2 separate regions of the Mus musculus genome follow, and region 1 is linked to region 2. The links are chromatin contacts, called in public Hi-C maps. All regions are on one chromosome and are shown on one strand. The core of a region is the stretch at or near the end of the contact, and the rest is flanking DNA. Distances in the headings are between cores, read along the strand shown. Region 1 holds the start of Cmas (cytidine monophospho-N-acetylneuraminic acid synthetase). Region 2 holds the start of Dera (deoxyribose-phosphate aldolase (putative)).

Region 1 (6,118 bases), core at 1,771-4,270, 5.0 Mb before region 2:
TCCTAAGTTCACTCTGTAAGAGAGGGCTTAGGGGTCTCTGAGCCCATCATGATTTCCCAGGAACAGTCTGTTCAACCGGAGGCACTGCAACTTCTCAGGTGGGAATGCCATGAGAGCGAGACCGAATCAACAATATGGTCTTAAGTGGACAAAGACTATGGTCACATATGCAGAGGCAGATGGATCTCCTAACACTCTGCTTGACATCAGAAAGGGACAACCCATCCTGAGACAAGAAACTGCAGATTCTCCTGACAGAGCACACCATCTTGTGTACTTATAGTAACAAATCTCATCTGATACCACACACGTGTTCTACATGTTGCTCAGCTGTGGTAGTTGTGGTGATAGTGCATCAAACAACCTAAGGAAAGACTTCTTTTGAGTCACTTTCTGACATCTTTCTATTACTTGCTTAGCGTGAACATTGTGGCCTGTGATGGGGCAGAGTATCATGGTGGAGGGAACACAGTGCAGCAGAGATGTCTACCTCATGGCAGCCAGGAAGTGCAGAGATGAGCTTGGACATCACAGCATGTGGCATGGACTAACAAGTGTGTTTTTCACTGTTTAACCACACTCCCCAAAGAACTAACCAGTAGGGCAGCCTTGTCTGTGACGGGTAAGGGGAACTGTCAGGAAGACAGCTATCTGTCACATCACCTCCAATCAGTCACTTTTCTTCAGGTTTACAAGGGTCAGGAATGCCTGCTGACACCTGGATGTCACACCATCAAGAGAGTAGACAACCAAGAAAACAGATGACCATCTTGTGTCCATGTGACTAGGGCTAAAAGTTGACTCCTCAGAAATCCCGCATGTTCTGCACAGCATCACCTCTGAAGAGATGGAACAGGGGTGTCACCTTTGATTCGAGGCTTGTGCCCAACAAGCCTTACTCTTCCTATCAGTGTCCATGGCTCCAGAGGGGGCATGGGGCTGCGCCTGTCAATGGTTCTACATAGCTGGCTCCTGCTGCTGCTCTAACCCTTGGCTCAAGACAGCAATACCCAGTCCCATAGTAATAGACAGCACGTGCTGAATAAAAGATTCATCTTTTGTTCTTAAGCCTAATTACGGGACATAAAGACTTACCTGTGCATATGTGGTGGGCGTTTGTGTGACTACATGCATGAGTGCCTTGGTACATGTGTGGAGGTCAGAGAGCAACCTCAGGCACTGGTCCTCACATGTCACCTTGTTTGTGACAGGGTCTCTCTTTCGTTGTTCACTGGGTACACCAAGCTGACTGTCCCCTGAGTTTCCAGATTCTCCTGTCCTGCTGTAATTGCAGATGCACTAGACTCTCACTTGGATTTTATGTGGGCTCAGGGAATGAGATCTTAGTTCCTCAGACTTACATGGCAAGCATTCTGTCCAGAGCCATCGCCTCTATCAATTACCCTCCCACTCCCCTTAAAAGATTGTATAGTGTGAATATGTCCACGTGAGACCAAGGGCCTGTGGAGACCAGAAAAGGATATCCAATCTCCTGGTGCGGAGTTTCAGGCAGTTGTGAGCTATCCAACAATGGTGCTGAGAGCTGAACTTGGGTCCTTTGGAAAACCAGTACGTGCTCTCAAGCGCCGGGCCATTTCTCCAGTTCTACCAGTACCCTTTCTGAATCCACTCTGAAAGTCATTTCCTGACATGGGACCTGAGAGTCATGAACAATAATTTTGTTCTCAATCTATGGTCAGTATGACTTCAAACTCTTTTCCCTTCATAGATGTTACTTTGTCCCTGTGGCCTATACATAATTAACTTCTCACTCCTTTGCAGTCTGCATTCTGAGAGGTTTAAAAACACAAAACCAAACAAAAACCAATCGAGAGCTCCGTAAGGGATAGAACTGTGCACGGACCGTCTTGCTATCTCCTTGCGTGTGTATGGAAAAAAGTGGGGCTCAAGAAATGTTTACTGAGCTGAACCAAATTCACGATACTCCCCTATCTCTCCTCAGCACACTTCCTATTACGTGTTATTTTCAGAAGCCAGCTGTTTCTTTAGCTCCACCCAGAGCTTCCTTTGAGTCAAAACACAAAGAAAACTCATACATTTATATCTTTTGCTATCCCATCTTTAAACAATGTCAGTTGGGTGAAAAAAAAAATCTGCCTTCATAATATGGGGAAATCAATAGCCTTCTGAATCAATCATCTTAAAAGCCAAATCATCAAAAGGTAGCAATAAATTCAAGCAGAATTTGGATGCAGCTAGCACGGGCATTTAAATTCCTTGTTGGCAAAGGATTTTTATCTCCCTCCTTTGATGAATGGCATCAACTTGTAACTCCTGATCAATCCGGTGGAGGCCGAGAGGATGCAGAGATAAAAACTGCCTTTAGTGAGGCCAAAGTTCAAGAGGTAGGCTAAACCCATTCACACCCATAAAACAGTCATACCTCGTACACACGTAGGGACCATTTCCTCTTTGTGCTGACTCACAGCCTCACAGCCAGAGAATATTTTTTTCTCAAAGGTGAGGGAAGACTCTCTAAGCTGGGGAGCCCCAACTCGACTCCATTCATGCACCTGCTGCCTCCCGGGCCTTGCAGCACCCGGCAGTCTGCGCAGCCCAGAGGTGACAGGCGCCCATCAAGCAGGGGCGACCCAGGGTCAGGCCTGGGGACCCCGACCCCCGACCCCCGACCCGGGCCCGGCTCCCGCACATGCGCACCTCTGGAAGACCCCCGCATCCAGGGCGGCGCGCAGGACCCAGCCAATGAGCGGAACCCCCGCCAGGCGCTTGATGTTCTTCAGTGGGATGCCTTTGCTGCCGCCGCGGGCCAGCACCAGCGCTGCCAGGTGCGGCGGCTTCTCTAGGCCGCGCCCCGCGCCCCGGCTGCGCTGCAGCTTCGGGGGCCGGCCCCGGGACGGCCGTCCACGCGGGGCGGGCCCCGACGTGGCGGCCCCCTTCTCCAGCGCGTCCATCTTCCTCCCACGCCGCCGCTCCAACGTCTCCACATCCGGGAGCTCGGCCCCGCCGACTCCACTCGGTACCGCCCGCCTGCTGTGGCAGCTGTAGGCCACGCCCACGGCTCCGCCAGCCCCGGGGCACGCTGGGAGTTGTAGTTCCCCGCGCCGTCACCCTGCAGTGGGGCCGGCCAGGTGAGCTCAGAGGAGCCTCTAGTTGAATGGCGCTTTGTGCAGTGTTCAATAATGTCTGGAGATTTCTAAAATAAATGAGAATTAGTCCTCCTCCACTCATCTCCTCCTCTCCAGCCTCTTTCCGTTTTCCCATTTCTTCCTCCCCTTACACCTTCCTCCATTTCTTCCTTCTTCCCTTTTTTTTCCCTCTCCAACCACTCCCCATCAACATACTAGGTAACTTCAGGTCATGAGAAGCTGAGTCGGGTTTACTGGGCAACAGCCCCTAGCCATAAAGAATTGCTTAGTCCCAGCCTAATTGTTTCACAAACAATATTTTGGGCTCTCAAACAGTATGAGAGAGAGAGAGAGAGAGAGGGAGAGAGAGAGAGAGAGGCAGACAGAGAGAGAGGCAGAGAGAGGCAGACAGAAAGAGAGACAGAGACAGAGAGAGAGACAGAGAGAGAGAGAGAGACAGAGAGAGAGAGAGACAGAGAGAGACACACAGAGAGAGAGAGAGAGAGAGAGAGAGAGAGAGAGAGAGAGAGAGAGAGAGAGAGAATGTCTGTAAATGGGCTCAACCTGCAACAGCAGAAAGCTTGGGGCCCCTCGCTGTTGCAATAAATCAGTCTCAACCTGTGGGGATCAAGGTCTATCTTCTCTACCTCACTTTTCTTACAGTTATCATCATCCTCTTTTCTTACAGTTATCATCATCCTCTGCTTTGCTCTCTGACTGGAGCTAGCCTTGAACTCACTATATAGTTCAGATTAGCCAGGAACTCATGACATAGCTCAGGGTGGCCTGGAACTTGAGGCAATCTGGCTGAGCTGCCACTCCCAAGGAATGAATGAATGAATGAACTGAAGACCCTCCCCACTTGGAAACTTCTTAGTCCATACTATAGCATGGATCTATTTTATGATTTAATGCTTTTATATTAAACATCAATCTTCCTATGCTCCTGATTCATCTCCCTCTCCAAGAAATTGCCCCATTTTAATGTCCTACAGGTGCCTCGAACTCAACATTTTAAGCCATCGTCCCCCTCCCATGGGCTTGGCATTCCCTGCTAATTCAGCCAACAGTGTTACCTTCTGCTGGTGTGTCAGCTTTATTAATCCCTTCCAGTGTAGTGCACACCTGTTCCCTTCTAAAAAAAAAAAAAAACTTTTAAAAAGTTGTCTGATAAAATATATTCCTTTGAGAACCCACTGCCTCTCCCCAGGTGCGGGTGGGGTGTAAACACACATTCTTTTCATAGTAACAGTGTGTGACAATCTTGGCCCTTGAAATGTCCTATCTTCCTGAACACAGCTACAAGTCTTTCCAGACTCCTGTGAGAACAAAAGATCCTTCTCTTGTTGAGTTTTTGGATGTTAAAAGACTGTGTAAGTCTGAAGCCTGGGAGTAAAGGGGTGGAGAGATTTGGTATTCTGGAAGAGCCAGGGGGTCTACACTCACTCTGAAGAAAGCCAACCCAAGATATACAGAGAGGAGAGACACTGTCCCCTTTCAACCAAGAAGGGAGCTAATATTGACAGTACTGGACACTTTCACCAAGTCCTTTCTAAAGTGGATCCAAGTTGGATTCTACTGTTCTTTGCCTATCAGCCTTAGAGACACAAAGTCTGGAACAGCACTGGGTGGAAACATTGTTGTCATACGGAGCTAATTCAAACTCAAAGCCTGAAGGAGAAGGAGGCTCTTTGTTGATTTAGCCTTGAGCTGAAGACAGCTGCTGGTCCCATTTCCCACAGTGCCAAGTCAGCAGGAGCTACCCTTGTTCCTTTGTCCCCATGTCAGGGACGGGAGGCTGGGAAGAGAGATGCGCTATTTACAAGAAGATCACACTGTTGTTTGTGTCCATGCTCACTAGCTGGGCTCTGGCTGATCCTAGCCACAGAGCTGGGCGCTACTGTTCTTTTTAAGTGTGTAGGAGTCTGTGATCTAGGAGGAAGCCAGAAATAACAGAATGCCCCAGATAGCACTCTGTCCATTTCTCGAACTGCCACAATCTTATTGTGTGGGCAGAGCACAGAGATCATTGCATGGGACAGAAAGATCCTGCGAGTGGAACAGAGTGTCTCAGTGATCTATGGTTTTTAAGTGACCTTGGGAAAATTACTTTTCCTCTTGGAACCTAAATTCTATGGTAATAATGATGATCACTTACAAAGGTTGTTCTGAGGACTGTGGCAATACATAAACATGCTCAGTACAGTGCATAGAATATAAAAAATGTTCAGTATAGCTAATTGAATATAGTCATAGCTCCAAAGGAGAGCTTTAAAATAACTGTGGGTTAGCAAAAGAGGGCTAGATTACAAGCAGGCACAAAAGGTAGTATTTTACACAAGGTAACATATTTTTTGACAGCATAATACTTCGAGAGGCTCTCCAGTAAAGATAAAGTGTATGGGTCAAGCAAGCTGTGCCAAAACATTTTAGGATATTTGTTGTGTAACCTGTACTGTAAGGTTTCATATCTGGAAGTAAATTATAAACCACCTTGGGTCTCCATTTATCCAACCATCATATCTGTTGTGTTTTATAAAAAGATAAGAGAGAAGGAATTGTTTGGTAGAGTGGTAGAGTGTAGTAAGGTGTGGAGGCACGGGGTGCCTCTGTGGGGCCCAGGCGGAGGCATCCCTTCTCCCTCTGAGGGACCAGCCACAGGCCAGTACAGTATAGAATAGAATTTATTCAGGGGAGGGGTGGGGAGATGGAGACGGAGCCGGAGACAGAGGCGGAGAGCGGAGGAAGAGGACGGGGAGGAGAGCTTTAAAATAACTGTGGGTTAGCAAAAGAGGGAGCTAATGTTGACAGTACTGGACACTTTCACCAGGAGGAGGAGGAGGAAGAAGAAGAGGAGGGGAGGAGGAGAAGGAGGAGGAGAAGAGGCTGACTATGAGCATGTGGAGGGGGAGGAGGAATGGAGAAAGAGGAGGAGCAGAAAAAGAGGAGAGAGCAGCGAGAGGGCAAGAGAGAGAGGAGTGGGCAAATAGCCCCTTTTATAGTGAGTCAGG
Region 2 (5,991 bases), core at 2,612-5,111:
CAGAGGACCCAAGTTCTACTCCCAGCACCAAGAGCTCACAATGGTCTGAAGCGCCAGCTCCAGGAGAGGTGATAACTTCTTTCAGCTTCCAAGGATACCAGAATGTACATGGCATACAGACATATATGCAGGTAAACCACCCATATGCATAAAGCCCAAAACCAGCCACCTCAGAACACGATGAAGTTAGACCACAGCAAATGGGGGAAAGACACACTCACCACCTTTGTAAAATAAAAGCCAAGGGAATGTCATGCCCAGGGTGCCTGCTAGCAGGGTTTGGTTTCTCAACACCCTTCTTGCAGAAAGAGTGGACTTTGAGCTGCTTTGGCTTCATCCTTGTGTTCCTTTGTGCTACACCAAGATTATTCTTTGTTTTGAACACCCTCAACCATAGCTATATATGTACCACTTGTTACTAACAGTGTCTGTTAAACTGTCCCTGTTTCTTCACAATTAAGATCTGCTTGAAACTTTTCCCTTAACAGAAACAGTCTGACATGAAGTAAGACATTGGGAAAATGCTCCCCAGTACAAAATCCCCACTTTCCAGATACCTCTGACGAGGCACAAATTTGAAATGAAGTTGTTGCGCTGGCTCGCTTTATGCCAACTCGACATTAGCTAGAGTCATCCGAGAAGGGGGAACTGCAACTGGAGGAAAAATGCCTACACAAAGATCAGGACGGAGTCAGGCCTGAAGGGCATTTTCTTAATCAGTGACTGATGAGGGAGGTCCCAGCCTACCGTGGGTGGTGCCATCCCTGGGCTGGTGGTCCTGGGTTCTATAAGAAAGCAAGCTGAGCAAGCCAGAAGGCAGCATCCTCTCATGGCTCCTGACCCCTGCCCTAGTTAAGTGTCTGCTCAAGGCTTGCTTCAAAGACGAACAGGGAGGGAAATAAGCCCTTTCTCCCCCAACTTGTTTTTGCTCATAGTCTTTCCTCAGTTATAGAAATCCCAAGACAAAACCACCACCATAACTGTGAGATGCCTTTAAAAACAGATGTCAAGCCGGGCGTGGCGCCGCATGCCTTTTATCCCAGCACTTGGGAGGCAGAGGCAGGCGGATTTCTGAGTTTGAGGCCAGCCTGGTCTACAAAGTGAGTTCCAGGACAGCCAGGGCTACACAGAGAAACCCTGTCTCGAAAAACCAAAAAATAAATAAATAAATAAATACATAAAATAAAAACATAAAACCAGATGTCATCAAATGGCCTTTGACTGACATTCAAACCCAGAAAGGCAGGGCACTCATGGCTCCTGTCTACACACAGCTGCATGGACAGATTCGCCAAACAGTAAGTAAAGATGTATTCCACTGGTCCACATGTAAGGGCCTAGGTTACTTGGGGAACTGAAGAAAAAAAAACATGTTTATGGACATTTTAAGGAAAGGTCTAGAACATGTTGGTTGACAGACCCTGGAGGGATTAACAAACAACCAGCATGGTGGTTTCCTGAGTGTGCTCCAGAACCACCCAGACCCAGACGGTTGGACATCCACGTTCTGCTATTACAATCAGAGCATCCCTGTCTGGAAAGCCTCTTTTACACATCCCCTGCTGGGAGAAACTTTCCTTGCAGAGTTCTCATCCTAAAAATCAAGTTCAGGGCCAGCCAGATGGCTCAGTGGGCAAAGACAATTACTGCCACACTTAGACATCCTGAATTTGAATCTTGGCTGTCAAAAGGTAGAAGGTGAGATAACTGTGAAAGCTGCCCTCTGATCTCCAGAGGTGTGCATGCGCGTATTCCCACCCCCAGCACTAACACACACACACACACAAAGTAGACAAATACATTTGATTTTTAAAAGCTGTCTTAAAGGCTGATGAGATAGATGTCTCAGCAGTCAAGAGCTCTTCCAGAGGCCCTGAGTTCAACTCCCACATGGCAGCCATAGACCATCTGAAATCCAATCCCAGGGGATTGGATGCCCTCTTCTGGCCTCAACAGGCATTGCACGTGTAATGGTAAACAGACCGTGTACAGGCAAAATCTCACACATAAAATAAAAATAAAATGAAAAAAATTGTAAATAACAATGACTAATGAATTCTACAATCTCCCTGGTGATAACTGCATTTTCCTAAAAATTTTTTAATACAAATGTGTTTAAATAACGCTAATTTCTTTTTAAAAAGTAGTACTCATTAAAAACATTAAGATGTCTTTAATCAGCAAAAAACCACAAAACTCATCAATTAAAGCAATGTTGAAATTAATACAGAACAATTTTTTTCATAGTACATATATAATTCACGTGATTTACTTTAGCAGATTAGATTACAGCTGTGTCACGCCTAAGGATTAATACCACAGCACACAAAAACTCTTGCAATCTATGTGATTATAACAAGAACAGTAAGGAAAATATAATCTATACATGGAGGTGTGAGTGCACATTAACTATTACTCTAAATAGCAGCTGTTAATGTCTACACTGTTACTTTGCAACACGGGAAAGGTAGTGTTTTGATGGCTTTTTAAGAAAGCTCTTTCTATATAGTCCAGGCTAACCTGACACACAACTGATGCTGGGGTTACAGGTGTGTGCAATAGCACCCAGCCCAGGACTTACACTTTAAGAAAGTAAAAATGGCCGGACAGTGGTGGCGTACGCCTTTAATCCCAGCACTTGGGAGGCAGAGGCAGGTGGATTTCTGAGTTCCAGGCCAGCCTGGTCTATAGAGTGAGTTCCAGGACAGTGTAGAGCTACACAGAGAAACCTAGGGGCTGGGGGCGGGGGGGGGGGGGGGGAGTAAAATTGGCTTAATTGCATCTCCTGAAAGGAAAATTTGAAACTTTAAAAGAGCTGTTGGGGGGGGGGGGGAATTATGTTACATCCTCGACCTTGTACAAAGATGCAGACTAGCTTCATCTTCAGCCCTTAGTCCATCTTCCAGGGTCACTGCTAAAGTTTACACTGCAGGGATAAAGTGTAAGGCTCTGTTGGAGAGAGGGACTAAAGTGCCATTAACCTGGTACAGAGACTACCTGTCAAGCATGCAATTCTAAACACTTCTAAAGTCTAGACTGGCAAGTCCCTTCTGAAAAGAGTAACCCTGTGTATCACTCACAGCCACTCAAAATCAGTCCCTATGAAAAGAACTTAGTGCGCTCATTATCGTTGCTTATTCAACACTAAGTGCAGAGAAATATACCAGCGGCTCCAAGTATCCCCTCCTCACACTATCCAAACCACCTTCAGACAGAAGTAGCTTCCTAATAAATAACTACTTTACAGATGCCGGTATATAAGCACAGAGTGAGTAATTTACCCAAAATCACACACCTAAGAGGGTCCAGGATACAAAGCAAACAATCTATTATGCAAAGTTAAGTCATTGACATTTGGCTCAGTCACGTTTTTGCTACGTTTGAATTACAGACTTTTAATTTTTTTTCCCAGAAATATCTGAACTAGTATCAATAAGGTGAAAAATAGTTTTAAAAAGAACATTTTGTCTAAGCATTTAAAATCATTTTTAGCAGACGGCGATGACCACCAGCACAGCCAACTTTGGGAATGGCTACGTGAGTCCGGCAGTAAATGAATGGCACACAAGTACCCGGCAGGCTTTTCACTCGGGTTGGTTTACTGCGACCACAGAGCTACATAGTGCAAAGATCTAATTAACCCTTCCTTGCTTCCGCTTAAAGGGTTAAGACTGCATAGAGCCTGGCGACAGGGCTGTCCCCGAGTTCTGCCTCAGTTCAGGTCTCCGCCCTCCGGGGATCGCCCTGGGCACCCCCACCCCCAACCTGGCGAAGGGGAGCGCAACCCGCTGGCCCTTACCGAGCTCTGTGCCCCGGCAGTGAGCAGCCATTGTGGCCACCGCTGAAAGCCAACCCTTGCTCCAGGTCGCCACACGGGCCTGGCCTTCCTCCTTCCTGTCAAGTCCCCGCCCAGAGCCACGCCCCTTTTGCAACGCCCTACCAAAGCCACGCCTCTTCGGTCCTGTACCACTTAAACTTTTCTCCAGCTCCTGGGCTTGGAGCCCAGCCAGGTCATCACCCTACCTGTTCCCTGTCTTTCCAGGTCAGGCCTGTGACTTGAGCATTCCCCAGCTCCAGAAGTCTCCCAGACCATTTTTAAATGCTTACATGGCCAATTGAACTAGACAGAATCAGACTTAGGAACTTTAGCTGTAGGATCATGTGAGTGGCAGGACTGGATTCTTTCTTGCATGAGCGGAGCAATGTAGTCTTGGACCCGAATTGTGGGTAGTGTTCCAGAGCCCTCAGGGGACAGCCAAGGTAGTCTAGGAGCTAGAACGCGCTGTAATTTCTAGTCTGGACTCAGTGAAAGAGCAGCTAGGACATAAGCTTAGGAAGACTCGGTTTCTTATTTTTGTTTTTTTTTTTTTTAAGATTTATTTTATGTATATGAGTACACTGTAGCTGTCTTCAGACACACCAAAAGAGGGCATTAGATCGCCATTACAGATGGTTGTGAGCCACCATGTGGTTGCTGAGAATTGAACGTAGGATTTCTGGAAGAGCAGTCAGTGCTCTTACCGCTGAGCATCTCTCCAGCCCTTTCGTTTTGTTTTTAAGACAGTTTGCTTTGTAATCACGGTTGGACAAGAGGTTGCTGTGTTGAATCTCCTGCCCCAGACCCCAGATCCCCATTGCTGGGATTACAGGCAGATGCTACATTCAATAAAAGGTCCAGCTTCTTTCATTTAGAAAATATAGTATTTTCATTTTTGTGTCTACACACATATGTGTGCATAGCACATGTGTTCAGGTATGTGCAAAGGCCAGGCCAGGCCACTCTGGACCAAGAGTTAGTCAGGAGCTGGGAACCATACTTAAGTGTTAAGAAGCGCAAGCACTCTCAACTGCTCAGTTCCCTCTTCAGGCCTGAAAAGAATTTTTTTAACTTAGTTCTGTGAATAATTGAGTATGTAACCTAGGACACACTACTGGCCTTAGTTCTGTGAATAATTGAGCATGTAACCTAGGACACACTACTGGCCTTTGTGAACTTCATTTTCCTTATCTGTAAGAAAGGATCGCGACAATTTCTTTGCTTTCTAAAGTTGAGATTCAGTGATGATTTTTCTCAGCCTGGTTTCTCTGAATTACTCCAGGTTCACAGTCTAGGGGGTGAGCCACTGTATCTGTACTCACATGGACCATCTCTGCTGAGCTACAAGTTTGTCTGAACTACAAGTTTCTCTAGTGAATCAATTGCTCTAGTTCTTTCATCTCAGGAAAGTCCTGCCAGAGATGTACATATACCCAGAGACTCAAATTTTGAGAATTAAGCAGCAATCTGGTAAACAGGTCTCTAATGAGCTCAAACTATTTGTAATTCAATTCTTAGTGACTAGAAGGTTCTAGGACATAAGTCTACTTACTGCAAAACTGGGTGATCAAAATAGGTTTGTATGCAAAGTTGTAGTTTGTAAATACCTGAGGCCATGATAAATGTAAGTTATTAATGTGGTGTCAGATACACAATTACTCTGCTAGATAGAAACCTGCTTATTTCCCTACTGAGCTGCCATCTAGTCTGGTCCACACACAGCTACTTCTAAATATTTTGGATGTATGTCTAGGCCATATTCATAATGCCACTGTTATTTTCACTTAACCTTGCAAAACTTGGAGCAAGCACTAAAAACCTGGAGCTTATCTGAAACCATCTAGATCACCAAGAACGCCAACATCACGCATAGCCAAAATATTCATGTCTCAATGGAGAAACCTATAGAATTAACCTAGTCACAATGACCAAGCAATCCTACCTAATATGTAGCTATCTCGTGTGGCCTGGCCATGTTCATTAAGTGCACACATATGCACTACCATGTCTGACTTTACACGTGGCTGCTGGGAAAGCAAACTCGGATGCTGGAACATGCACAGCACACCCTTCACTGACTAGGCTGACTCGCCAGTCCCCACTTTACTTGGAAGTTTCAGCCCCACTGAAAGTTTCAGCAGGCTATGAGAAAATTGGCACACTGTCAAAGAATT

The links. A called contact is a pair of places that touch in the nucleus more often than the background predicts.
Region 1: a contact with region 2 is called in a Hi-C map of B cells, with 6 read pairs. The contact joins the promoter of Cmas here to the promoter of Dera in region 2. A contact is called at or near these places in 1 of 39 promoter capture datasets (pre-B cells) and 2 of 484 Hi-C or Micro-C datasets (B cells and the N1E-115 cell line).

The regions. Positions count from the first base shown.
Region 1 is chr6:142,753,588-142,759,705 of GRCm38.p6, reverse strand. It overlaps Cmas (cytidine monophospho-N-acetylneuraminic acid synthetase), which reads right to left and starts at 3,020. Exons shown (of 8, transcript NM_009908.2): 1 at 2,680-3,020. The coding sequence starts at 2,933. LOC115490443 (a long non-coding RNA gene) reads right to left here and starts at 2,398. Exons shown (of 2, transcript XR_003956544.1): 1 at 1,096-2,398; 2 at 1-839.
Region 2 is chr6:137,752,447-137,758,437 of GRCm38.p6, reverse strand. Dera (deoxyribose-phosphate aldolase (putative)) reads right to left here and starts at 3,861. Exons shown (of 9, transcript NM_172733.1): 1 at 3,800-3,861. The coding sequence starts at 3,830.